4 separate regions of the Sus scrofa genome follow, and regions 2, 3 and 4 are each linked to region 1. The links are chromatin contacts, called in public Hi-C and HiChIP or PLAC-seq maps. All regions are on one chromosome and are shown on one strand. The core of a region is the stretch at or near the end of the contact, and the rest is flanking DNA. Distances in the headings are between cores, read along the strand shown.

Region 1 (6,154 bases), core at 2,158-4,657:
TAAAGTTTACTATATAACTAGTTAGTAGGTAAACACTATGTTTTAATTAAGTTGGATTTAAATAGGGGAAAGTCCTTTAGGATGAAATTCTTATTATATTATTGTTGTAATTGTGTTAAATCACAAATCACCACAGGAAAATAAGAATGGAAAATAAGAATAATAAGCAAATAATCAGGAAAGACTGAGGAAAACTGAATAACAAATAAAACAACAAGCAAGACTGGGTCACCCGAGAAACAATCCATGTTCTCTGGCGCAAACACGGAAATTGTTTTCCCAGGAAAGCCCCAATTTTTCCCCATCAACATCAAAACGAGAGCTGTGTAACCTGAGGCCTGCCCTCGGCTTATGCCATACAGGTAGGTCTCATCCTGACCAGAAGCCCACCTTTGGCATGTACCATTCAGGTGAGCTCCCTTCCTTGGTTAGGAACTTGCCTTCAGGTTTTTTTGCCATTAGGCAAGGTCTTTTTTTTTTTTTTTTTGAGTCCGTGCATCTTCTCAGCTCGCCGCAATTAATAACTGGGAACATCCCCCAATAACTGGATTGGAGGTAAGGGGGGATGGATGGATGGATTGGGGGTTCAGGATTGGCATATGCACACTGAGGCGCATGGAATGATTGGCTGCAGGGAGCCGAGAAGATACAAGGAGCCAAGGAAGGGCGCTTGCCTGAACGGTACAATTCCAAGGGCTAGCTCTGATCGGGATAAAGGCCTGTCTGAAAGGTGCAATTCCGAGGGCGGGTTCCTGAACAAGGAAATGCTTTCCTGTACTGGGGCGCAATTCTAAGGACAGGCCCTAGAAGACAATAAGGCTTACCTGCTGACCTAACAACAACAAAACAAAGGGGCTGCTTAGCAGCACAAGAATGGAAACTACTTCTTGGATAATTCAGTCTTTCCTGTTATTTGCTATTTTTATTTTCCTATATTGATTTGTGACTCAATAAACTGGAACAATGATAGAACAAAAAGAGTTTCACCCTGGTAGAATTCTCCCATTCAAATCTAATTTAGTTAAAATAAGAAATTATATTCATTAGTTTGTTATAAGTAACAATAGGTCTTAGAGTTAGGTATTTTGGAGTACACAATAGGTCAAAAAATAGGTTAGGTATGCATTATTCACGGTAAAAAAACATAATAATAAAACTTGTTTTTAATTTCCTGGGAAGCTTTTAAGTTGTAATAAATTGGTTGCTTTTAGAAATAAAAATAATTTCTTATTCTGTCCCCTTGCCATAATACTTTGAAGTTTTTACCCTAGGTTTCAATCTAAAAATGACCTTTGTTAATGTCAGATTCTTATGTCTGTGACCTTCTGGCTGTTAATGATTAACTTAACATAATAATAGGTAGTAACCACAAGATGCTTTGTACCGAATCTCCTTATTTTCACATGATGTTTTTTCCACATAATGTTTTGTATCCATTTACACATGATGTTTTGTGTCCATTAATTCTAGTTTGTTAAAAAAATCTTTAGAACATAATGTATATCTATTGTACTGTAAAATCTGGAAACGATGATGGAATCTACAATTAAACTGTATAAATAATCACCATGCCAATAAAATTTGAGCAGTTCAGCGCCCCTGAAGGAAGGGACAAAGAGGCTGTCTGTCTCTGTGTGCCTCTGACCACACTGTCCATCCCCGACAGGGTGTGCCACTCCCCGGCTGCTGGAGCTGGTCTCTGGCAGTTGGCCAATGGGGACCTTCTGTGATCATCTATGTGGGAAACGAATCTGAAAGAGAATGGATGGATGTACACGTACACCTGAATCACTTTGATGTACAGCAGACATTCATTATCACAACATTGTAAATCAACTGTACTTCAACAAAAAATTTAAAAAAGAGTCGTGGTAAAGGCTTTAAATGAGTATGATTAATAAGTGCAACCAGGAACTTCCTTCTTCCCTTTAGATCCCCAGATTCTCCGGGGGTATTTTTCCATCTATGCTGTTATTAAAGCAAAACACTAACAAACTGAGAATCAAACCTGAAAATTGATGAGTCACAAAATAATAATCCAATGTTTTTAAAAATGAGGCCCCAAAACTGGATAAATTTACTAAAGTCATTGTTCACTTAAAATGGATGAATTTCACAGTATGTAAATTATACCTCAAAGTTTTTATAAGGCAATATTCAAGCCCATAGTTCTCTACAAATACTCATTTAACCTTACAATTTATAATTAAATTGTTTAGTTGTAATTAACAGCTAAGCATTTGCTTATTTCATCTTTCACCCTTTATATTTTCCCTTTTGAGTATTTTTAATTTTTTAAACAGTTTATTTATTTATATTTGCTTTTTATTTTTAGGGCCCCACCCACGGCTTATGGAGGTTCCCAAGCTGGGGGTCGAATGGGAGCCGCAGCTGCCGGCCTAGCCACAGCCACAGCAACGCCAGATCCAAGCAGTGTCTGTGACCTACACCACAGCTCACGGCAATGTCAGACCCTTAACCCCCTGAGCGAGGCCAAGGATTAAACCCGCAACCTCATGGTTCCTAGTCGGATTCGTTTTTGCTGCGCCAGGCCGGGAACTCCCTTTTTGCGAATTTTTATAAGATACATAATTGATTATTAAGGTGCTTAAATAACCGTTTGAATGATGGACTCAAACCTTTTACTGATAAGGGCAGAAGATCAAAAGAGCTTGGAGAGCGTTGTTCTGGACACCACCCCCAAAGCCCAGAAGCCGTCACCATCTTCTCAAAGAGGCCCTTGCGCCCCAGGCCAAGATCAACGCGTCTCGGCTTCACTCGGAGGCGCCTGCACTTTGCTCACAGCGCTCAGAACAAAGGAAATGGCCTGGCCCGCTCGGAAACTCTCCCCACTGCTTCCTCCCTTAGGACCAAATCCGCCCCAACACCGCTTTGCCAGACTCCGGAGTCCGAGACCGGGCACAGTAGGGTGCGAGCAGAGAGCGCAGAGGTTGCCCGCCGGCTGCAATTAGCGAGGGGGTTGGGAGGAAACACCCGCCTCGAAATTTGCGCAGGCGCACTGGCGAATCTCCGCGTTCCTGCCAGGGTCAAGCCCTCGAGTTACGCGCAGTCTTCCCGGAAAGCGAGGGTGGACAGCAAGTGAGCTGTCACTTTCCGGAAAGGGGGCGGGGGGCAGGCGGTGGAGTCTGGGCGGCCCCTGCCGTCCCACGCGCGTGCGCGGACGGTGGCACGCGCAGAAGGCACGGCGCGTGCGCGGGAGTCGATGGCGGGGGGTGATGAGCGTGGGGCGGGGCGACTGTGGAGGGGCGGGGCGCGAGCGGCGCGAGGGGACAGGGCCGCACGGGTCCCAGGTCCGGGGGTGGCCTGTGCACCCAAGTTTCCCTTGCGCCGCGCTTCCTGATGTGGCCGAAGACGTGATTGGAAGGGCCGGCGGCCGCCCGCGGACGATGCTCGGGTTTCTGGGTGCGACGACCCTGATGCTGGTCGCTGGGGCTCCGTGGGTGTTGCCCGCAGGTGAGAATTAGGGGTCCCGGCGCAGGTGGGGGGCAGGGCGCGAGGCTGGATGGCGGCGGCATGGGAGACCTCGGCCAGGGGAAGTGGGTGGGAGAGACAGACATCCCCTCTGGGAGGCCTCTAGTTTCAGGGCTCACATTTCGACAAAGAAGTGACGTCAGAGATCTTTCCACACCGCTCCTTTGGGGGCGTCCTCCTTGCCATCACTTCTGCCCTGTGCCTGCTCCTTGGATTCCCACCCCCGCAGGGTTGGGTGTGCCTGATCCTTGGGGTGAAGTCTCTTTCTTTCCGAAAAATCCGGTAGCTCGACTGGACCGTTAAATAATAATAAAGGCTTTAGCCATGAGCTATGCTGCCGATCTTGAAACGCGTTTCCTCCACTTAGTAAATAGTTAATTGGTCCTACGTGGGAGGATTTCTCTGCCCTCAGGGTTCGTACAGTCTAATAAAAAAGTAATAATAAAAGAAAAAGTACACAGCCAAAATGCAAAGGCTGGGAGTCACCAGGCTCGTTTGCTGTCTTTCTTGGCTTAGCTGGGTTGGGTGGGGGAATGCAGCTGTGATAAGGTTGACTTTGTAGGAGGAGGAGGACCCACACACAAACAGGGCCTGGCAAACGAGAGCAGGAGTCCAGGGGTTGGTGAGGCCACCTGGAGGACTTGAAAATACTTAACTGCTTAGAAAACCAGACCCTGATTTTCTGGGGTACATGGTATCCGATCTTGTCCTAAAAAATAAAACGGGCAGTTATTTTACCATCACAATGAGTTTCTTCCAGAATAAGCAGAGGAATGGCAGTTTGGGACAAGCAAGCTATAGCAAAAATCATACGCAATTCCAACAACCAAAAAAAAGAAGAATGTTACTTTACAGAGAAAAAGGAGGAAGTCCAGTGGGGTTGTTTTGAGCAAAGTTCATTGGATGAAAGCAAGGGTTGAGGAGAGTTTGGCGTTTCCCGTTGGCCGGGCTTGTTAGGGAGAGGACAGTTCCTCCTGCCGAGGGATGTAATTGACATTGATTGACGTTATGGCTGGCTGCTGTAGTTGATGGTGAGGGCAAGTGCCTGAAGACTCCCAGGTTCTGGCCTTCTGACTTCATTTTAAATGAGGTTACCTGGAGTTCCCTTGTGGCTCAGCAGTTGTGAACGCAGCTAGTATCCAAGAGGATGCGGGTGTGATCCCTAGCCTTGTCCAGTGGGTTAAGGATCCGGCATTGCCATGAGCTGTGGTGTGGGTTGCAGATGTGGCTCGGATCTGGCATTGCTGTGGCTCTGGTATAGGCCAGCAGCTGCAGCACCAGTTTGACCCCTAGCCTGGGAACTTCCATATGCCGCAGGTGTGGCCCTCAAATAACAGTAAATAAATAAATAAATAAGGTTTCCTTTATTCTCTTTCATAAACTCTTCCACAAATACAGCATATAGTATAGTATATGGGTACTAGGGTCTTGGTATAACCCCTGGTAATTTCTTCAGAGTCTTTTGTTCATGAAGATTTTGCATGGAACTCACGTTTGCCTTTGTATTAAAAAGAATTTCCCAGAGTTCCTGTCATGGCTCAGCGGAAACGAGTCAGACTAGCACCCAGGAGGAGGACACAGGTTCGATCCCTGACCTTGCTCAGGGGCTTGGAGATCTGGCATGGTCGTGAGCTGTGACGTAGGCTGGCAGCTACAGCTCTGATTCGACCCTTGGCCTGGGAACCTCCATATGTGCAAGTGCGGCCCTAAAAAGACAAACGACAAAAAAAAAAAAAAAAAAAAAATTTCCCCAGAATTTTCCTGTAAAATTTACATTCCAGGAGGACATTCATTAAGATCATAGTTCTAATCCAGATTAGAGGAGAGCAGAAATAAACTTCATACGCAACTGCCATTCATGGCCCTCTTCACTATGTGCCAGCCGCTGTTCTCAGTGCTTTAAAGATATGACCTCGTTCAGCTTTCAGAACAAAGCTAGTCACTATTATCCTCGTTTTACAGATGAGCAGACTGAAGCCATACAGCTAGCCCGTGATGTAGGGGGAAATCCAACCCTGAGACTCTGGCCTCAAAGCCCTGGAGCCTAAGGCTAGACTTTTTTCTAAAGGTCGCATGATTTGATTATCCACCTATATGTTAAGGGCTCAGTTATCTTTGAATTAACTAATCGACTTTTTTTTTTTTTTTTTTTGGTCTTTTTTGCCATTTCTTGGGCCGCTCCCGTGGCATATGGAGGTTCCCAGGCTAGGGGTCCAATCGGAGCTGTAGCCACTGGCCTACACCACAGCCACAGCAACGCGGGATCCTTAACCCACTGAGCAAGGCCAGGGATCGAACCCGCAACCTCATGGTTCCTAGTCAGATTTGTTAACCACTGAGCCACGACGGGAAATCCTAATCGACTTTTTTCTCAAAGGAAAAGTAATGTTCAAAACTAAATGAAATGTTAACTCTACCTTGAGATCATAATGTTACTTTGTTTTTCAAAGCCATCAAAATATTCATACTTTTAAACTTAGTACATTCAGTTCTGGGATCCTCATCTAAGAAAACTATCCAGAAGATGGGAGGAAACTTATATTCGTATGAATATATGTGTTGGGATTTATGTCAGGCTTAAAAACATAGTAAATCATTTTTGGTCATCAATATGCCTGTGAAAGGTTAGAAGCAACCAATTGTCTGCATAGAAGTATTGGAT
Region 2 (6,154 bases), core at 1,658-4,157, 190 kb after region 1:
AAATGCAGCAAACTTGCAAAATACATACCTCATTTGGAGGTTTACTTGCCCTTATTCCATGCTTCTTTCATTTTGTGATTTTTCCTAATACATGTTTAGTTGTTGCTGCTGAAGTACCTATACTTAAAGAGGGCAAACAGCAACGGCTGTGAATTTATTAGGGCCTCAAACTGCACTAAGACTTTGGACTACTCTTCATGATTCCCAGTCTGAGTCCCTGTCCTAAATCCATTCACTTGATGACTGACATTCACCCTCTGAAATGTATGAAATTGTTTCCTTAAAAGTATGTTCTCCTCTCGTCTTGCCATATCCTCAGAACAAAGCTGGCTGAACATTTCTCTGACTCAGTTTCTCACAGTTCTCTCACTTACACATCACTGAAGATGGGATTACTTTCGTGAAAGGTGCAGGGGCGCACAGTTCTCAAACCCTTGTGTTATAGAAATAAATTTCAGCCCGTGTGATGCCAGCATTACTGAAAATGATTTGGAGCAGTGCTGTGAACACCGAGATGGTCAGATTTTAATAAATCTCCACACATTCGTCCAGTTAAAGAAACCTGTCTTGGCTCTAGCTGTTTCCTCCCCTTCTCTCTGATGGATGACATCTGGGTTTTTATCTGTGATTTCTTTTGTCTTTAGCAGGGTCTCATAGGTTTCCTGGGCTCTGGCAATTTCTTTCTGTGCATCAAAATGGACTTTTTGCCTGGTCAGCAGGGGAACAATTAAATTAAAATCATTAATTCGCTTGTTTAGTTTTCTGACGTTTTCTTGAAACTGCTCACAAACCTGGTTCCACTGTTTCTGTTCAGTTGGTGACATGGGACTCCCCAGTTTTTTCCTCGATGCTAAAATTGCCTCTCTGAGTTCCTCAATAGTATCCTTGATTTCCTTTTGCATTAGGATCCATTCCGGTTGATATCCATTATCTATTAATATTCTGTTCAGGTTGTGAGTCATGGGATCAATATATGAACAGCCAGAAAACTTTGTTAGAGGTTTCCCCTTCCCGCTGAGATTGTCAAAGTCTCCTTTGGCCATCGATTCCTGAATGAGATCCTCCACTAAACGCTCTATTGCTTGAGTTATCTTTTGTTGTTTACTGTGTCTTACATCTTTCACAGTTACACTGTCAGTGAAATACTGGCTTTGCAGCTTCTGCTTTTGGTATTCCATCACTTGCTCAGTTGCACGGTCTGCTCTAAATTGCCTATATTGCTTCTCGCGTTGACTTGGCGTCCCAAAACCAATACCTTCAAAACTTAAATAATGCCGGTGTTGGGGTGTTTTATATTTGAATTTTTCTTCATCTTCCTCGTCTGCTTCAACTTTACTCTGCCTGGCATTTGTTTGTTCAATCACGTGAGAAAGCACCTTCCTATAAGCTTCTTCGATCCTTATAAATGTTGCAGAATCAGCAGTACTAGAGCCACCATCTGGATGGTATTGCTTGGCAAGTTTACGAAAAGATTCCCTGACATCATCTGCAGAGCATCCTTCATCCAGATTCAGCAGCCTATAATATTCGCTCATCTTCTTTTTGGATTTATAAGTTGACATCATTCTAGTTCTAAGCACACCAAGATATGGACCCATGTTCATTTGATGAGGAATCATTGAAACGTTTATCAGATGAGATCTTAGGATTCGAGCCATCACTACATACACTGTGTTCATTATTGTGCCCAGATTTCTTCCTAGCAATGATCTATAAAACGACAACAAATATTGGGTGAAGAAAGTTGTATTATCAGCTAAATCCATATTTTCAGCAATAAGGATGAATTACGAGTACAATACTTCTTTCTAATGCTGCTGCCAAAATTCTTACAGCTTTATTTCATTTGTTCAGCAGAGAAATGGAAGTTAATGATGTCTTGCGTCAACATATTGTGATGGAATCTAGATTCTACTCTGTACTAACCACAGAATTTTAGAGCTGGCAAGTTCTCAGAGATCTAATCCAATCTTCTCATTTTATGAGAAAATGCAGGCCCAGAAGGTTAAGCAACACAACCAAATCACACAGCAAGGTGTAAGCAAAATAGTTAGGGTTAGGGCACAACAAGCCTCTTGCATATTTGTCCTCAGCAAATTATAAACGTCAGTAGCACCACTATTTCTTTAGTGAGTGCATCATTGTCTTTATTATCCCAAGGAGTCTTCTCATGAGAAGACTTACATGAAACAATTAGAACAAGTGACTGATTCTGTACCTACTCTTGACACTAAATTGCACAGAATCAAGGGTCCAAAAGACTTTAAGCTCTACAGCGTCTTAGGAAGGAATAGTCTGCTGCAAGCCTGAAAGCCGAGATGAAAGGTGAACTCTCTCAGTATACTGTTACCTGTTTTTGTTTTGTTTTGTTTGTTTTTTAAACGCACAGCATAGTAGAAGAGAAAATCTTCTATATAGAAAATGGCAATGAAATGCTAGAAGTGACTTAAAAATAGGATTTTGATGTATAAACGCTAAAATTCAGCTCCTGGGGACTCCAATTTTCTATAAAAATTGGGGTCAACGGCTTTCAGACTTGACTGGGATGGGTGGCCGTCGCGGAAGAGAAGTCAATCTCGACACAGTACACGCCGGGTCCCGCCCTCTACTCACCTTCTCAGACCCTGGGAAGGGGCTCTGCGGCTCCCGCCCCCATGCTGAGCATCTGCGCATGCGTGCGAGGGCGGCCCTCCACTCCCCAGCTGTCTCCGCCGCTGGACTAGACCATCTGCCTTTTTACGCTGAGGGAACCCTCAGGGGTGCGGAGGGCAATGTGATACCGAATAGAGACAGATGTCCTACCTTACCAGGGGACCCCAGAATCTCTTTTAAAACAAACTCTTCCCAAAAGGACACAAGCAGGACAATTTCGGGACGCTCCGCCCCGCCCCGGGCAGTCGACTCCGCCCTCCCCACCCCTAGCGGGAGGTGGGTCGGTCGAGTGGATTCTGGGAAATGTAGTTCTCCAGGAGGACCCCGCCGCGCGCCTGCGCCTTCCGGGAGGGAGGCGGGGCGGTGAAAACGTCTACACCGCCGGAGGGGAGATGAATAGGATTTACCATAGCGTTTGGTCAGTGTCGAATGCGACCCTTGAAGTGCTAATGGTTCGGAGGGCGCCGGTCCTAGGTAACTTGTTTTGAAGAGGGGATGACAAGTCCTTTTCCCCCCGAATAGGACCTGAACAGCTTTTTCAGGTTTGCAGCCAAGGACACCAGCTCAGAGACGAGGAAATACTACCTGGCCCAGAAAGTCTAGGTTAGCTCGGTTGGTTAGAACGTGGTGGTAATAGATAACCCAGGTTAGAAACCTAGTCTTTCGTTAGTTCAGGAACTTAGTGAGCAGGTAGGTCATTTAGCCAGGCATTGATAGAGAGAGGGTGAGGACGGTCGAAGACAAAGTTAAATAAAGTGTTTTCTCGCTTTAAGTTCAGTCACTGTTATGGGGATTTACTATTTCCCCCTTCTGCACAGGGTAAGTTTTTAAAATAGGAAAAAGCAAGAAGAAGAAAAGGCGGGTCAGACCTGAGCTGAGAACTGCTTTTCTCTGTGTCCGTTTATCTGTAAAGTGAGGGTACCAGCAAATGGTGAACGTATTTAGCACTCAGTTTTTGCCAGGCACTGTGCTAAATGCCTATTTATGTAATCTTTTAAAATTCTTGCAACAGCCCAATGAGGTAAATGCTATTGTTTTCCTCATTTTACTTATGATGAAATAATAATTGTGTAGCACTCACTGAGTTTTTGTGAGATTTACACACTGTATGTAAACCACTTTGCATAGCGCCTGGCACATTAAATAATATTTTGTACTATGACTACGTTTCTTAAAAGAAGGCAGAAGTAGGGAGTTCCTGTTGTGGCATAGCGAAAACGAATCCAGCTAGTATCCTTGAGGATGTGGGTTCGATCCCTAGCCTCACGTAGTGGGTGCAGTGGGTTAAGGATCCGGCGTTGCCGTGAGCCGTGGTGTAGGTTGCAGACACAGCTCGGATCTGGCGTTACTGTGGCTCTGGGGTAGGCCAGCAGCTGTAGCTCCAATTCAACCCCTAGCCTGGGAACCTCCATATGCCTCGGGTTCGGCCCTAAAGAGCAAAAAAAAAAAAAAAAAAAAAAAGTAACTGCACGTACTATGCCCCTTTATCCCAAAGTACTCAGTATTTGTTTCCTCAAAACAAGGACATTCTCTTCATCATAGCACTGATAGCAAATTCACGACATTTAACTTAAAGACAGTATTATTTAATGTACAGGTTTTTTGTTTATTTTTTTGTTTTGTTTTTTAGGGCTGCACCTGCAGCATGCGGAAGTTCCCAGGCTAGGGGTCAAATCGGAGCTGTAGCTGCCAGCCTCTGCCACAGCCACAGCAACCCGGGATTCAAGTCGCATTTGCTATCTACACCACAGCTCACGGCAACACCAGATCCTTAACCCACTGAGCGAGGGCAGGGATCGAACCTGCAACCTCATGGTTCCTAGTCGGATTCGTTAACTACTGAGCCATGATGGGAACTCCTTAATGTACAATTTTTGTATTCCAGTTTTAACAATTGTCCTAATGATGTCTTTGAGAGCAACCATGGCTTTTTAAGTCAATAGAGCAAATGAGTGATAAACCAAAGCATTTTTGGTCAGTTTAATTCTGGGCAGAGTCAAACCACTTGAAAATATGGTTCTTTTCCTTTTAAAAGTTTGCTGCATACTCTGAAATCAACAGTCCTGTGATTATAAAATGTGACTCTGGGCAGAGTCAAACCACTTGAAAATATGGTTCTTTTCCTTTTAAAAGTTTGCTGCATACTCTGAAATCAACAGTCCTGTGATTATAAAATGTGATCAAAGGATCAAATTCAGAGTCAGAACCAAACACATAGGTTGACTAGCATTTTTATTTATTTATTTTTTGACTAGGGTTTTTTTTTTTTTTTTTTTTCTTTTTAGGGCCACACCCTTGGCACATGGAGGTTCCCAGGCAAGGGGTCGAATCGGAGCTGTAGCCACTGGCCTACACCACAGCCACAGCAGTGCCAGATCCGAGCTGCGTCTGCGACCTACACCACAGCTCGTGGCAATGCCGGATCCTTAACCCACTGAGTGAGGCCAAGGATGGAATAAGTAACCTCATGCATGGTTCATAGTCGGATTCATTACCACTGCGCCATGGTGGGAACTCCTTTGACTAGCATTTTTAATGTGATCATGCTACCTTGCTTATTTAAACTCCTTGGCAGTTTTTTTACATTGTTTTTTAAAAAGTTTTATTGAAGTATAGTTGATTTACAATGTTGGGATAATTTCTGCTGTAGCTCAAGACTTTTATTTCTATTTCCTTTAAAGTTACTATTTTTTTTTTTTTTTTTGGTCTTTTTGCTATTTCTTTGGGCTGCTCCCGCGGCATATGGAGGTTCCCAGGCTAGGGGTTGAATCGGAGCCATAGCCACCGGCCTACGCCAGAGCCACAGCAACGCAGGATCCGAGCAGCGTCTGCAACCTACACCACAGCTCACGGCAACGCCGGATCGTCAACCCACTGAGCAAGGGCAGGGATCGAACCCGCAACCTCATGGTTCCTAGTCGGATTCGTTAACCACTGCGCCACGATGGGAACTCCTAAAGTTACTAATTTTTTTCTCTTCTGTTTTTGGCTGCATCCACCATGGCACATGGAAGTTCCCAGGCCTAATCTATTGCACCAGGCCAAGGATCAAACTGGCAACACCATGGAGACAAGCCAGATCATTAACCCACTGTGCCGCAGCAGGAACTCCTCCAAAGACTTTTGTTTTTGTTTTTATTTTTTGCTTTTTTTTTGTTTTTCCAAAGACATTTAAAACACTGTCTCAGGAAGTTCCTGTTGTGGCTCAGCAGGGTAAGAACCTGACTAGTATCCATGAGGATGAGGGTGCAATCCCTGGCCTCGCTCGGTGGGAAAAGTATCTGGCATTGCTGAAAGCTGTGGTGTAGGTTGCAGATCTGGCTGAGATCTGGCAATTGCCATGGCTTTGGCGTAGGCCTGCGATTGCAGCTCCCATACGATCCCTAGCCCTGGACCTTCACATGCCACAAGTGCAGCCCTAAAAAGACACAAAACAAAACAAAACCTGTGGCAGGGGTTCCCTCGTGGCACCGGTGGGTTAATGATCTGACACTGTCACTGC
Region 3 (6,154 bases), core at 2,731-5,230, 160 kb before region 1:
CAGGCACACCTGAGAAACCCCGACAGGTCGGATGCTGGCTGATTCCACAGGTCCGAGTGGACCTGAGATTCTGCCTCCTTAACCAGCTTGCACTTGATGCTGATGTGGCAAAGGGAGTCATTTAAGAGCACGGATAAAGGTCCAAATGAAGAGCAGACCACGACCAGTGACTGGAAGATTCTGCGCTTCTGTTACAGCAGAGGAAGGCACAATAGGAAAAAATCCAAGTTACTTGATAAACAATTTTTTTCAGAAAAATAGAAATCCACTCTTCCTGAATTCAGCAGATCCCTATTTCAGAAAACACCTGTTCCTATTAGTCTCCCTTAGCTGTGGCAGGAAAAAAAAAAAAAAAAAAAACGAATACAAGAATGAGAAACACCATCTCTCCAAAGTGAAAGGGGGGAAAGATGCTGTTATCGTGGAGATGATGGCTTCTGTTTCATCAGCATCTCCAAGAACGTTTTCACTGGCGCCAAGAGCAAAGGCACAGACCCTGCCTTTTTCGAGACCTTGAATTCTGTAAGACAGGCTGCATGCAAATACCTGGAGAAGCTCACTGGTCAACCCCTTGACGAGCCCCAGTGCAAGGATGTAAAACTTACTCTCTCTCACTTTCCTCGGTTCTTACCCTCCTTGGAAAGTAAGCGAAAGTTTACCTTAAAAAAAAAATTACTTTCAGAGTTCCTTGTGGCACAGCAGGATGAGGATCTGGCGTTGTCATTCAGCTGCTGTGGTGCAGGTTCGGTCCCTGGCTTGGGAATTTCCATATGCCTGGGGTGCGGCAAAAATATTTTTTTTTTCACAGCAGAAACCTTCTAAAAGATTGAATTCTGTGCATGCTATAGGGGTGAACCTCTATATCCATTCCCTGCTGTGCTCCACCTTCTGTGAATTAGGAAAGGGGTTAAAAATAGCTACTTTGGGTTCACTTTCATTATCAAGCTTCTGTCCATGAGCATCTTTTAAAAACCCACGTTGTCTCAATTGTGATCACTTAAACAGAAATCAGGAGTTTCCGTCATGGTGCAGCAGAAAGGAGTCCGACTAGGAACCATGAGGTTTCGGGTTCAATCCCTGGCCTCACTCAGTGGGTTGAGGATCCGGCATTGCCGTGAGCTGTGGTGTAGGTCGCAGACTCTGCTCGGATTCCAAGCTGCTTGGGCTCTGGCGTAGGCCAGCAGCTAGAGCTCGATTGGACCCCTAGCCTGGGAACCTCCATATGTCTGGGGTGCAACCCTTAAAGGACAAAAGACAAACAAACAAAAACGGAAATCATACTTATGTTTCAAAAACAGTCAATATAGAATAAAATTCCACCCATACTAGTCATTTTCCTTCTATCATTTTTAGGGAAAAGAAAAATAAATCATTCATTAAATCCAATGCCTTTTATAACAAAAACCAACACAGACAGCTTGAACCTGACCTACGATTAGGAATAATAGACGTTTGAAATTCAACGACAATTTAATTCTTTGGAAACATCCCCCGTCTAGGTGTCAATGATTCATTCAACTTTGTCATTAGCATTATTAATTGCTTAATATCGTTTACGACCAGGAAACCCCTAATGTAGTGAAAATTGCAAAAGAATAGACTCTAGGAGCCCTATATCCAGCCGTGCCTCTGTGGTTCGGTTTCAGGAAAGAGTTTTCTATCTCTGGGTCTCAGTTTCTTTGCTTTGGAAAATGCGGAATTGAATCAAATTACCTTGCATTTCTCTCCAACTCTCATAACCCCTCATTCACACACCCTTTAAAATAAGTACCCGCAGTTCACGCACTATTCTTCCTTGAGAAACAGCGCCACCTTCAGGTCACAATAACCATAACAGAGCGGCTGCAGAGTTGCTTCTCCCGCAGGCAGGAATTATTTGCCAGATCCACAGAAACCCGTCCCCCTGGCGTCCTTGGGGACCTGGTCACACATTTGTGAGCCTGCCAGCTGGGTTAAGATCAATGTGTATGGACATGGAGCCAAGCTGAGCTAACTGGCCCACAGGGGACAGATACATGACCTTGGTCTAATTATCACAGCCCCCGGCTCACGGAGCTCACCCACGGAACAATTCCTAGGAAAGAGATCAAGCAAGAAACACGCTGGATGAACTGAAGCCTAAAAAGCAATGATAATAGACACACCTCTTCTTATCCCCTTAAGACAGTTTCCACCTGTTCTCATTTTAGCATGATACCCTGCAAGGCAGCTCTCGTGTGTTTTATCAAGAAAAATTGCATAGCGGAGTTCCCATCGTGGCTCAGTGGTTAACAAATGCAACTAGGAACTATGAGGTTGTGGGTTCGGTCCCTGGCCTTGCTCAGTGGGTTAAGGATCTGGCAGTGCCATGAGCTATGGTGTAGGTCGCAGATACGGCTCAGATCCCGCATTGCTGTAGCTCTGGCATAGACTGGTGGCTACAGCTCCGATTAGACCCCTACCCTGGGGACCTCCATATGCCGCAGGTGTGGCCGTAGAAAAGGCAAAAAAGACACAAAATAAATACATAAATAAATAAATAAAAAGAAAGAAAGAAAAATTGCATAGCAGACTCTTAAATAAATACCATTATTATTTTTTTTTTTTTTTTTGCACCCAGCAAATATTTATCAAGAAACCACTTAATCCCAGCACAGTGCTGAGGGCTCTCACAAAATTCTTTCTACTGAATTTCCACCACAGTCCTTAAGAGGCAAGCATGAAAATGCCCATGCTTCCACACAAGGAAATTGAGACTCAGAGAGGTGTGGAAATGACATGACAGCTTTGGCTCCAGTCTTGAGTATGAGATACTCGCATACTTCCTGCGTTAGGAGGGGCCACAATCAACCAAGAATGTAACAGCAACTGCCCCTTTTCCAGGCTTATCTCTCTGCACAACCTCGTTCTGCCAAATGCAATCGGCAGTTGCGAGCAAAGGCAGTTCGAGAACGCCATTTCTTTCTTTGAAGTGTGATCAGAAAACAGCCCTATCTTTGCCAACCAGCTTCAACTGCAGTACCCTGAGCTGCATGGATGGGGTTCATGGGTTAGAGGGGATATGGTGTTTTGTCACTAAGTCTCACAGTTTGCAAAAGATGGCTCATCTGAGAAAGAGAGTAAAGAGTATTTAAGATTATCCCTTTGAAAATATCCCATCACCCCCTAAATTTCCTAGGCTTTCTTGGGTGGGAAAGGGGCAGAGCAACTCCAAGCCCAGAAGGATGCTTTGTAGCTGGAAATACCACATTCCCCTGCATCACTCAGGAGAGACATGGGGGCCCCGCTGCACAATGCCCCTCACCGCATATCTCACGCTTTCCTGTATTCGTACAGGCTTGCGTGACACAAGCTGACAAAAATCAGGTTTTCCAGTCTGTCTCCCAGATTATACTTTACAGAATACTGGCACATAAATATGCAGTCACCAAGTATTTGCTGGTGTATTAGGGGGAAAACTGTAATCTACATGCAGAAAACAGACATGAGATAAGCTGGAGTGATTGGACCTATGTGAGATGGTAGCGAAGTTATTTTCAGACAGCGCCCAGGGAAGGAGCCTGGCTCAGAAAGGGACGGGAAAAATGCTCACAAACTTTGGTTTATGGCTTATGGGAAAAAGACCCAGATGGAACAAGATGGCAGAGTTGCACTGACCCTTTGAGGAAGGAGAAGTTAAGATGTGGCATCTAAACCACAAGGCAGACACCAGAAAAAAAAAAAAAAATTGCGTAAGCAAGGAAATTCTCAGTTTGGAGCATCTTCTTATACTCAGAGGAAATGTTATTCAAAGTTGCAGCTAGTGAGAAATTGAGGAACAGATGCTTGATAGTTGGTGTGCAGTTTTTGCCTGTAGTCGTAATTGGCAGGGGCAGTTCCACGGCGTTTCAGAGGCCGAGGTGGAAAAGGAGGAAATAGAAGGGGCTGGGGACTGACGGTCACAGCATAGAGGCAGCCACCAAGGATGAACTGGAGCAAAAAAGCAGAACTGTCTACAAGGCACGTATCCCTGAAAGAGTATTATGCAGAGAAGCCCCAACAGCAGCGGCTGTGGCTGAGCGAATCCTGCTTGGAAGCTGGTAAGCCCCTCTCAAGCCCCAATGGTAATGATGGTAGGTGAGCAATCCGTTATCTTTTGTCAGCATCATCCATGCTAGCCTCCTCGTCGCCTTCTTCCCACATCCTAACCCAAGGAGCCAGGCTTTCTTCGTACAGTTTCTATTCTGCAGGAGGTTAAGCCAACAGAGAATCAAAACTAGGAGTTCCCGACAAGGAACGAATCCGACAAGGAACCAGGAGGTTGCGGGTTTGATCCCTGGCCTCGCTCAGTGGGTTAAGGATCCGGCGTTGCTGTGAGCTGTGGTGTAGGTCACAGACGAGGCTCAGATCTGGCATTGCTGTGGCTCTGGCGTAGGCTGGCAGCAATAGCTCTGATTCGACCCCTAGCCTGGGAATCTCCATATGTTGCAGATGCGGCCCTAAAAGGACAAAAGAGAAAAAAAAGCTAGTTATCACTATGTATAAAATAATAAGCTAGGACCGAGAGTGTGAACAGTTGTTTCTGCAGCATCTGGAGCGTGGTCCTCCGGGCATTGTTTTCTGCTTTATTTTGTCCTTGGTGGCCTTTGGAGGGGCTGAAGTAGCTCCGGAGAGGTGGGACGGCAGAGATGAAGAGTGTACACCACTTTTGCGGGTTACAGATGGTGTGCAGAGAAGTGGGCGCTAAATGCGTGCTACCATAGACCCCGATTCAGGCTGGGCGAGAAGTGTTCCCATAGGGAAGTCCCCATGTTTTTGGAAACAGATTCATTCATACAACCATGCATTTAGTTGCACACCTACTATGTGCTATGCGCTGGGCACAGAGTAATGACAGCATCCCATCAAGTTCTTGGGCGATTCTGATGGGATGCCTGCAAATGAGGGACTTGGTTGGATCCAGAGGACGTGAGCTTTTATGCAGGGGGATAAGCCATATCTCCCTAAGGGGCAAGGTCAATGGACCTGGACAGAGAGTGGTTTTAACTCTCAGTAATGGAGAGACCGGTACCTGTAGGTCAATAGGTACAAATGAGGACAGCTGAAATCTACATGGAGCAGCTGAAAACTGGCAAAGAGGTTTAAGCTCCTCACCATTCATTGGGCATTCAATTCCCTGAATGCACCAGACTTTGGGACACACCAGCCCACAAGGCCCCTCTGTGTGAGTCTGGGAAAGGCACGGTGTGGGCACCTATCTTCCTGGGAACTGGGTGAAACCTGCTGTCCCACAGCTGGACTTGAGAACCCACATACCGCCTCCCAGCCTGCTCTGCTGGGGCCTTCTGCCTTAGACATTTACCCAAGTTCTTCCATCTTCCTGCAAGGCTTCCCCACACCCCCACCCCTTCCCACCTCCCCTTCCAAACCCCACCTTAGAGATGACCGTCACAGAGTTCCCGTGTGGTTCATCAGATTAAGAACCTGACTAGAATCCATGAGGATGCAGGTTCGATCTCTGGCCTCTCTCAGTGGGTTAAGGATCCGGCGCTGTCGTGAGCTCTGGTGTCAGTCACAGACTCGGTTCAGATCCAGTGCTGCTCTGGTTGTGATGTAGGCTGGTAGCTGTGGTTCCACTTTGACCTCTAGCCTGGAAACTTCCATAGGCCACAGATATGGCCCTAAAAAGGAAAAAAAAAAAAAAAGACGGATGACTGTCACAGGTAAGCCTTCCCAGCCCCTCACAGCTCCAAGTCACTGTTTTATATTGTCACATCACCCTGTATTTCTCCCTAATCAGCCTTGTCGCAATTACAAGCACTTGTGTAATTGTCCTTCCCCCCAGGAGCGGGTAAGCTCCCAGAAAGGAGGGTCTGTATCACTTGTGCTCATGCTGGGCACCTAGGATGCTCTCAGTAAGTCCTTCCTGACTGGTGAAGTGAATGGAGCTTCAAGTTAGGGCTCATGGAAATTTTCCTTATCCTTCTAAGGAGAGTGATTTGAGCACACTCGCCACTCCGTGCAGCCCAGACATGCCTGGGTGTTCCTATTACAAATGCTGGCTCGGAGTTCCTGTCGTGGCTCAGTGGTTAACGAATCCAACTAGGAACCATGAGGTTGCGGGTTCGATCCCTGGCATTGCTCAGTGGGTTAAGGATCCGACGTTGCCCTGAGCTGTGGTGTAGGTTGCAGACGC
Region 4 (6,154 bases), core at 1,679-4,178, 130 kb before region 1:
GCAGCTCCGATTCCACGCCTAGTCTAGGAACTGCCACATGCTATGGGTGCAGTCTTAAAAAGAAAAAATAAAAGAGAGGGAAAGAATTTTTTCTTGTCTCAGCTTCTATGATATCCAATCTGTTGATTTTCTCCAATTCACTCTGACCATGCCCCCCCCCTTTTTTTTGCTTCACTTCCCTTCTGGACACCTAAACCTTGGTGAGACCCAGGGCTGGGTCCTCAGCTGTCTTTCCCACTCGCTCTGTAGTTGATCCCATGCAATTGCTGAAACATTTCAGCTCTATGCTGATGATGGGCAAATTCATAACTCCAGATAAGGGCTTTCCACAAAGACCCAAAATTGTATATCTCACTGCCTCCTTTAATCAAATTTTACTGGAGTTCCCATCATGGTGCAATAAGTTAATGGTTTGGCTTGTCACTGTGGTGGCCATGGTTTGATCCCCGGCCTGGCCCAGTGGGTTAAATGATCCCATGTTGCTGCAGCTGTAGCACAGGTCACAGCTGTGGCTTGGATTCGATCCCTGGCCCAGGAGCTTCCATATGCCATGGATGCAGCCATTAAAAAAACAATAATAACAAACAAATAAATAAAATTTTTAATATAAATTTTTCTAAAAAATGAAATAAAATTTCACTCTTAAACAATCACACACCTCCAGGAAAGTTAAACTACAGTATAAAGTCCTTTATTTCTGAGTCATTTTCTGGTGCTCCATGACCCCTCCATACACAAAACCTTTTGTGTTTATTTTCTACAAACAAGGAAACTCTTCTGCAGAAACGACAACACAATCATCACGATCAGGAAATTAACTTTGACACATGAATCCCAGCTCATCCTCTGACCCCGTTCAAGGGCATCTCTTGTCATGCCCTCTCTGGTTAAACGCAGTCACTGACTGCATTTAGGTGTCATGTCTCTTGCGTTTCCTGAAGGGTTCCTCAGACTTTGACCGTGACGACTTAACCCTTGTACAGACTGTAGGAGACTACAGGCCAATGATTTTGTAGCCTGTCCCTGTATCTGGTTATGCAGCTTTGGCAGGAGTATCATGGACGTGGTACTGCCGCCTTTCTCTCATTGCTCACTGTTGAGTGGTGCAGAATTGTACTTTGTCCCATCATTGATGGTGTCAGATTGCATTCTTTGGTTAAGACAACCTCTGCCAGCATTGCCACTGTAAATCTACTCTGTTCCCTTCTGTAATCAATAGGTTTGAAACGATACTTTGATGCTTTGAAACTGTACAAATATCCTGCTCTTCATCAAACTTGCAATGTATTCAGTATTTTTAAAAGACAGAGTTACTTCCCGTCATGGCTCAGGGGAAATGAATCTGACTAGCATCCGTGAGGACACAGGTTTGATCCCTGGCCTGGCTCAGTGAGTTGAGAATCTGGCATTGCCGTGAACTGTGATGTAGGTCGCAGACATGGCTTGGATCCGGCGCTGCTATGACTATGGTGTAGGCCAGCAGCTAGAGCTCCGATTCGATCCCTAGCCTGGGAACCTCCATATGCTGCAGGAGCGGTCCTAAAAGACAAAAAATAAAACAAAATAAAATAAAAAATGAAAAGCAACCGCAAATGTGGATTCATGATTTCATTTTTTCTTCAGTGGGTTATAACCTTTTCCTTTCCTTTCTTTTCTTTTCTTTTCTTTTCTTTTCTTTTCTTTTCTTTTCTTTTCTTTTCTTTTCTTTTCTTTTCTTTTCAAAAGAACTTTGTTCACTTTACCTTTCTCATATAAAATGACGTGGCTGCTGGCCACAACAGGAACCGGGTCCTCTGCATTGGAGACGCTGGTGTGGGTCTTTACAGGGTGGTCGGTGAATTCTGGATAAGGAGACGTGGCGAACACCATCTCTTTGCAGACGTCAGCAGCGAGATAGCTGTAGGTCTTGGAAATGGCATGGAAGGTGATCTTGGTGAAGTTGCCCAGGGTGCCAGTACAGCCGGAGGTGTAGCAGTCCTCAATTCCAGCCATCATCAGTGGCTTCTTGGGCACAGGAGGTGAGACATGCCAGTGTCTCTGGGGTCAGGGATGTGGCACACCAGCACAGAGCCACAGCAGCCAATGACCTTGCAAGGGATGGTGGGGGTTTGCTGATCTCATTACCCCAGCAGCCTGGCCTCATGGGGGTGGAGAGTTTCCCCAGAAAGATGCACCCCACCCCGCCATGGCAGTGGCTACCACCATGTCCATTGTAATCCCCAACGGCAACAAATGCCTTGAGCCTGGTCCCCTGCCAGCATGTCTGCTTTTGCACGGGCATAATCTTCAAAACCTTAGGGATGCCCCCGGGAAAAATCAATAATCTCAGCATCCTTGATGGGCAGAGAGAAGAGAAAGGTCTCTTCCAGGAGCATGATCTTCAAGTCTTTGACCTGGTGGCCCAGCTTGGTAATGGGGAGCCACTCCTTAGCCTTGGCCTTGCCTCCGAGCTCTCTGTGGCCTGGACCCAGCCCCGACCTGGGACACTGCTGCCAAAGCCTCCACAGAAGGCACCTCCCCGCCCCCCCGCCCCGCCCATTCCAGGCTCCGGGGATATCTAGGTCCTTCCGATGCAGCAACGTCATCCACCTTTCGGTGTTTTTATGGAGAAGAAGCTGTAATCCATTTCGAGCCTTATTTATTTTTGTACTCAAATTGTCTCTGTTTTGGAGAGTCCTTCTGACATGTCCCTATCATTCTCTGAGCACTTTCTTACTTTCCTGAATAACATGCTCCAGACTTACCTTGTGTTTTCGCTGCCCCTACCCTGGAATCAGTCATTTCTCCAAGGAACCCAGTTTCTTTTACTGGGAAGTTACCGTAGAGTCAAAAATCTGGGTACTAAGTGTGCCCATCACTGTGGAGTGTCACCAGGTGCCCCAGAGGGCGGAGCTGGGGGGAAATATACACACACACATGCATTTATATCTCAGAGGGCAGAATTAGGGGAGAAAATACACTCTCACACACACACACACTCATTTTTATATCTGTATTTATCTCTGTTTCTAAGGATCTATCTATCTATAAAAAATCATGTGTTTATATCAACACCTCCAACAACACAAAGTTGGTTTTAGTTTCTCCCGTTCAATGTTTGCATTATTTATTTATTTACTTTACTAGCTGTACCTGTGACATATGGAAGTTGCCAGGCTAGGGGTCCCATCAGAGCTGCAGCTGCAGGTTTGCACCACAGCCACAGCCACAGCCACAGCCACAGCAACGATAGTTCCGAGCCACAGCTGCAAGCTACACTGCAGCTTGTAGCAAAACTGGATCCTTAACCCACTGAGCAAGGCCAAGGATCAAACCCGCATCCTCATGGACACTATATCAGGTTCCTAATCCTTTGAGCCACAACAAGAACTCCCTCAATATTTGTAACTTCCTTCTCCAACAGTGAGGGACCCAGCTCCTGTTATCCTTAATAGATTTATATTTTGATTGATCCCCATATATGTAAGCAGGCTCCTGTCTCCCCTCCACCCCTTCTAGCTTGGATGTCCTCCTCAACCCACCTGAGCCCCAAGACCCCACGCCAGACTGTCCCCATGGAAACTGCTTCCTCACCACTCTCAGACTTGGGGTATCACACTCTCTCTGCCCCCCAACATGGATGCAGCCCTCACTCTCTGACATGTTCTTTTTTTAATTTAAAATTGTTTTTAATTGTTATTTCCCCAGTACAATTTTTTTCTACTGTACAACAAGGTGACCCAGTTACACATACACATAAACATTCCTTCTTCTCACGTTGTCATGCTCCATCATAAGTGACTAGACAGTTCCCAGAGCTACCCAGCAGGATCTCATTGCTAATTCATCCAAAGGCAATAGTCTGCATCTATTAACCCCAAGCTCCCAATCTATCCCACTCCCTCCCCCTCCCCCCTTGGCAACCACAAGTCTATTCTCCAAGTCTATGATTTTCTTTTCTGTGGAAAAGTTCATTTGTGCCTCATATTAGATTCCAGATATAAGTGATATCACATGGTATTTGTCTTTCTCTTTTTGACTTACTTCATTCAGTATGAGAGTCTCTAGTTCCACTCATGTTGCTACAAATGGCATTATTCTGTTCTTTTTTGTGGCTGAGTAGTATTCCATTGTGTATATATACCACATCTTCCTAATCAAATCATCTGCCAATGGACATTTGGGTTGTTTCTATGTCTTGGCTATTGTGAATAGTGCTGCAATGAACACGCAGGTGCCTGTGTCTTTTTCTAGGAAGGTTTGGTCTGGATATATGCCCAAGAGTGGGATTGCTGGGTCACATGGTACTTCTATGTATAAATTTCTAACGTACCTCAATACTGTACTCCATAGTGGTTGTACCAGCTCACATTCCCACCAACAGTGCAGGAGGGTTCCCTTTTCTCCACACCCCCTCCAGCATTTATTATTTGTGGACTTATTAATGATGGCCATTCTAACTGGTGTAAGATGTTGTCTCATGGTAGTTTTGGTTTGCATTTTTCTAACAATCAGGGATGTTGAGCATTTTTTCATGTACCTGTTGGCCATCCATATATCTTCCTTGGGGAAATGTCTATTCAGATCTTTTGCCCATTTTTCCATTGGGTTGTTGGCTTTTTTGCTGTTGAGTTGTATAAGTAGCTGGTATATTTTAGAGATGAAGCCCTTGTCAGTTGCATCATTTGAAACTATTTTCTCCCATTCTGTAAGTTGTCTTTTTGGTTTCTTTTTTGTTTCCTTTGCTGTGCAAAAGCTTGTCAGTTTAATTAGGTCCCATTGGTTTATTTTTGCTTTTATTTCTGTTGCTTTGGGAGACTGACCTGAGAAAATATGTGTAAGGGTGATGTCAGAGAATGTTTTGCCTATGTTCTCTTCCAGGAGTTTGATGTTTTGTCTTATATTTAATTCTTTAAGTCATTTTCAGTTTATTTTCGTGCATGGTGTGAGGATGTGCTGTAGTTTCATTGATTTGCATGCAGTGGTCAAGGTTTCCCAGCAACACCTACTGAAAACTGTCTTTTTCCCATTTTATGTTCTTGCCTCCTTTGTCAAAGATTAATTGACCGTAGGTGTTTCGGTTTATTTCTGGGTTCTCTATTCTGTTCCATTGGTCTGTCTGTCTGTTTTGGTACCAGTACCACACTGTCTCAATGACTGTGGCTTTGTAATATTGCTGGAAGTCTGGGATAGTTATGCCTCCTGCTTGGTTTTGTTCCTCAGGATTGCTTTGGCAATTCTGGGTCTTTTGTGGTTCCATATACATCTTTGGATTGTTTGTTCTAGTTCTGTGAAACCCTCTGAAGTGTTCTGACACCTCATACCAGGTTACCCCTGGATGACCCCCTTGTCCTGTTCAGATTCTGACACCCATGATGGGCTTCCATGGCTCCCTCATCCCCCACTGGCATGGCTCCTGTCTTACTTTGTGGCACCTACCAGCTGTATGATTCTTTCTGCCAGAGCATCTGAATGCTACAAACCAGAACTTTGGGGTTCCAGTCTCCACCCACAGACTTTCTCTGTTGGGTTTTTCTTTTTTTTTTTTTTTTTTTTTTTGGTCTTTTTGTTATTTCGTGGGCCGCTCTCGCGGCATATGGAGGTTCCCAGGTTAGGGGTTGAATCGGAGCTGTAGCCACTGGCCTACGCCAGAGCCACAGCAACGGAGGATCCGAGCCATGTCTGCAACCTACACCACAGCTCACGGCAACGCCGGATCGTTAACCCACTGAGCAAGGGCAGGGATCGAACCCGCAACCTCATGGTTCCTAGTCGGATTCGTTAACCACTGCACCACGACGGGAACTCCTCTGTTGGGTTTTTCCATGTCAGTTCGTGATACCACCAGCCAGCCCTTTGCTTGAGCCCACAAGTACGATCATCATGATTCCACACCAGACTCTCCTTTCCTTCCTTGGTTGATTTCTGTTCCAGGGGCTCTGGGACTTGGGCATTTGCTTTCTAGGAATGTTTGGCTCCAGATTTGCCACTGTTCAGACAAGGAAGTCCTCAGCCGAGGGGGGGTCCTCCGAGACCAGCCCCTCTCCAGTAGCTCCCCCAGGCATTCTTCAGCTCACCATCTGCTGCTCTGTCTTCATGACTCTCTACAGTTATCTTGTTTGCTTAACTGCCACAGGTTTGTACTACCACCACCCCATCCCATCCACCCCCACTG

The links. A called contact is a pair of places that touch in the nucleus more often than the background predicts. HiChIP or PLAC-seq counts read pairs in DNA pulled down with a chosen protein or histone mark.
Region 2: a contact with region 1 is called in an H3K27ac HiChIP or PLAC-seq map of alveolar macrophages. The contact joins the promoter of DNAJC28 here to the promoter of IFNAR1 in region 1. A contact is called at or near these places in 1 of 47 Hi-C or Micro-C datasets (liver) and 1 of 2 datasets of contacts at active chromatin or transcription factors (alveolar macrophages).
Region 3: a contact with region 1 is called in an H3K27ac HiChIP or PLAC-seq map of alveolar macrophages. The contact joins the promoter of IFNAR2 here to the promoter of IFNAR1 in region 1. A contact is called at or near these places in 12 of 47 Hi-C or Micro-C datasets (blood, embryonic fibroblasts, heart right ventricle and 3 more) and 2 of 2 datasets of contacts at active chromatin or transcription factors (alveolar macrophages and skeletal muscle).
Region 4: a contact with region 1 is called in a Hi-C map of liver, with 1.5 times the contacts expected there. The contact joins the promoter of LOC110256370 here to the promoter of IFNAR1 in region 1. A contact is called at or near these places in 1 of 5 promoter capture datasets (liver), 10 of 47 Hi-C or Micro-C datasets (alveolar macrophages, brain, fetal heart ventricle and 4 more) and 2 of 2 datasets of contacts at active chromatin or transcription factors (alveolar macrophages and skeletal muscle).

What each region holds. Positions count from the first base shown.
Region 1 is chr13:196,922,471-196,928,624 of Sscrofa11.1, forward strand. It overlaps IFNAR1 (interferon (alpha, beta and omega) receptor 1), which reads left to right and starts at 3,408. Exons shown (of 11, transcript NM_213772.1): 1 at 3,408-3,474. The coding sequence starts at 3,408.
Region 2 is chr13:197,111,786-197,117,939 of Sscrofa11.1, forward strand. It overlaps DNAJC28 (dnaJ homolog subfamily C member 28), which reads right to left and starts at 2,908. Exons shown (of 3, transcript XR_002338034.1): 1 at 2,614-2,908; 2 at 29-1,710.
Region 3 is chr13:196,762,107-196,768,260 of Sscrofa11.1, forward strand. It overlaps IFNAR2 (interferon alpha and beta receptor subunit 2), which reads left to right and starts at 3,981. Exons shown (of 10, transcript NM_001204775.2): 1 at 3,981-4,058. LOC110256370 (40S ribosomal protein S2-like) reads right to left here. Exons shown (of 7, transcript XM_021069845.1): 5 at 10-99.
Region 4 is chr13:196,791,854-196,798,007 of Sscrofa11.1, forward strand. It overlaps LOC110256370 (40S ribosomal protein S2-like), which reads right to left and starts at 2,929. Exons shown (of 7, transcript XM_021069845.1): 1 at 2,302-2,929; 2 at 2,107-2,300; 3 at 2,030-2,104; 4 at 1,646-2,027. The coding sequence starts at 2,585. All of the region lies in intron 1 of IFNAR2 (interferon alpha and beta receptor subunit 2), which reads left to right.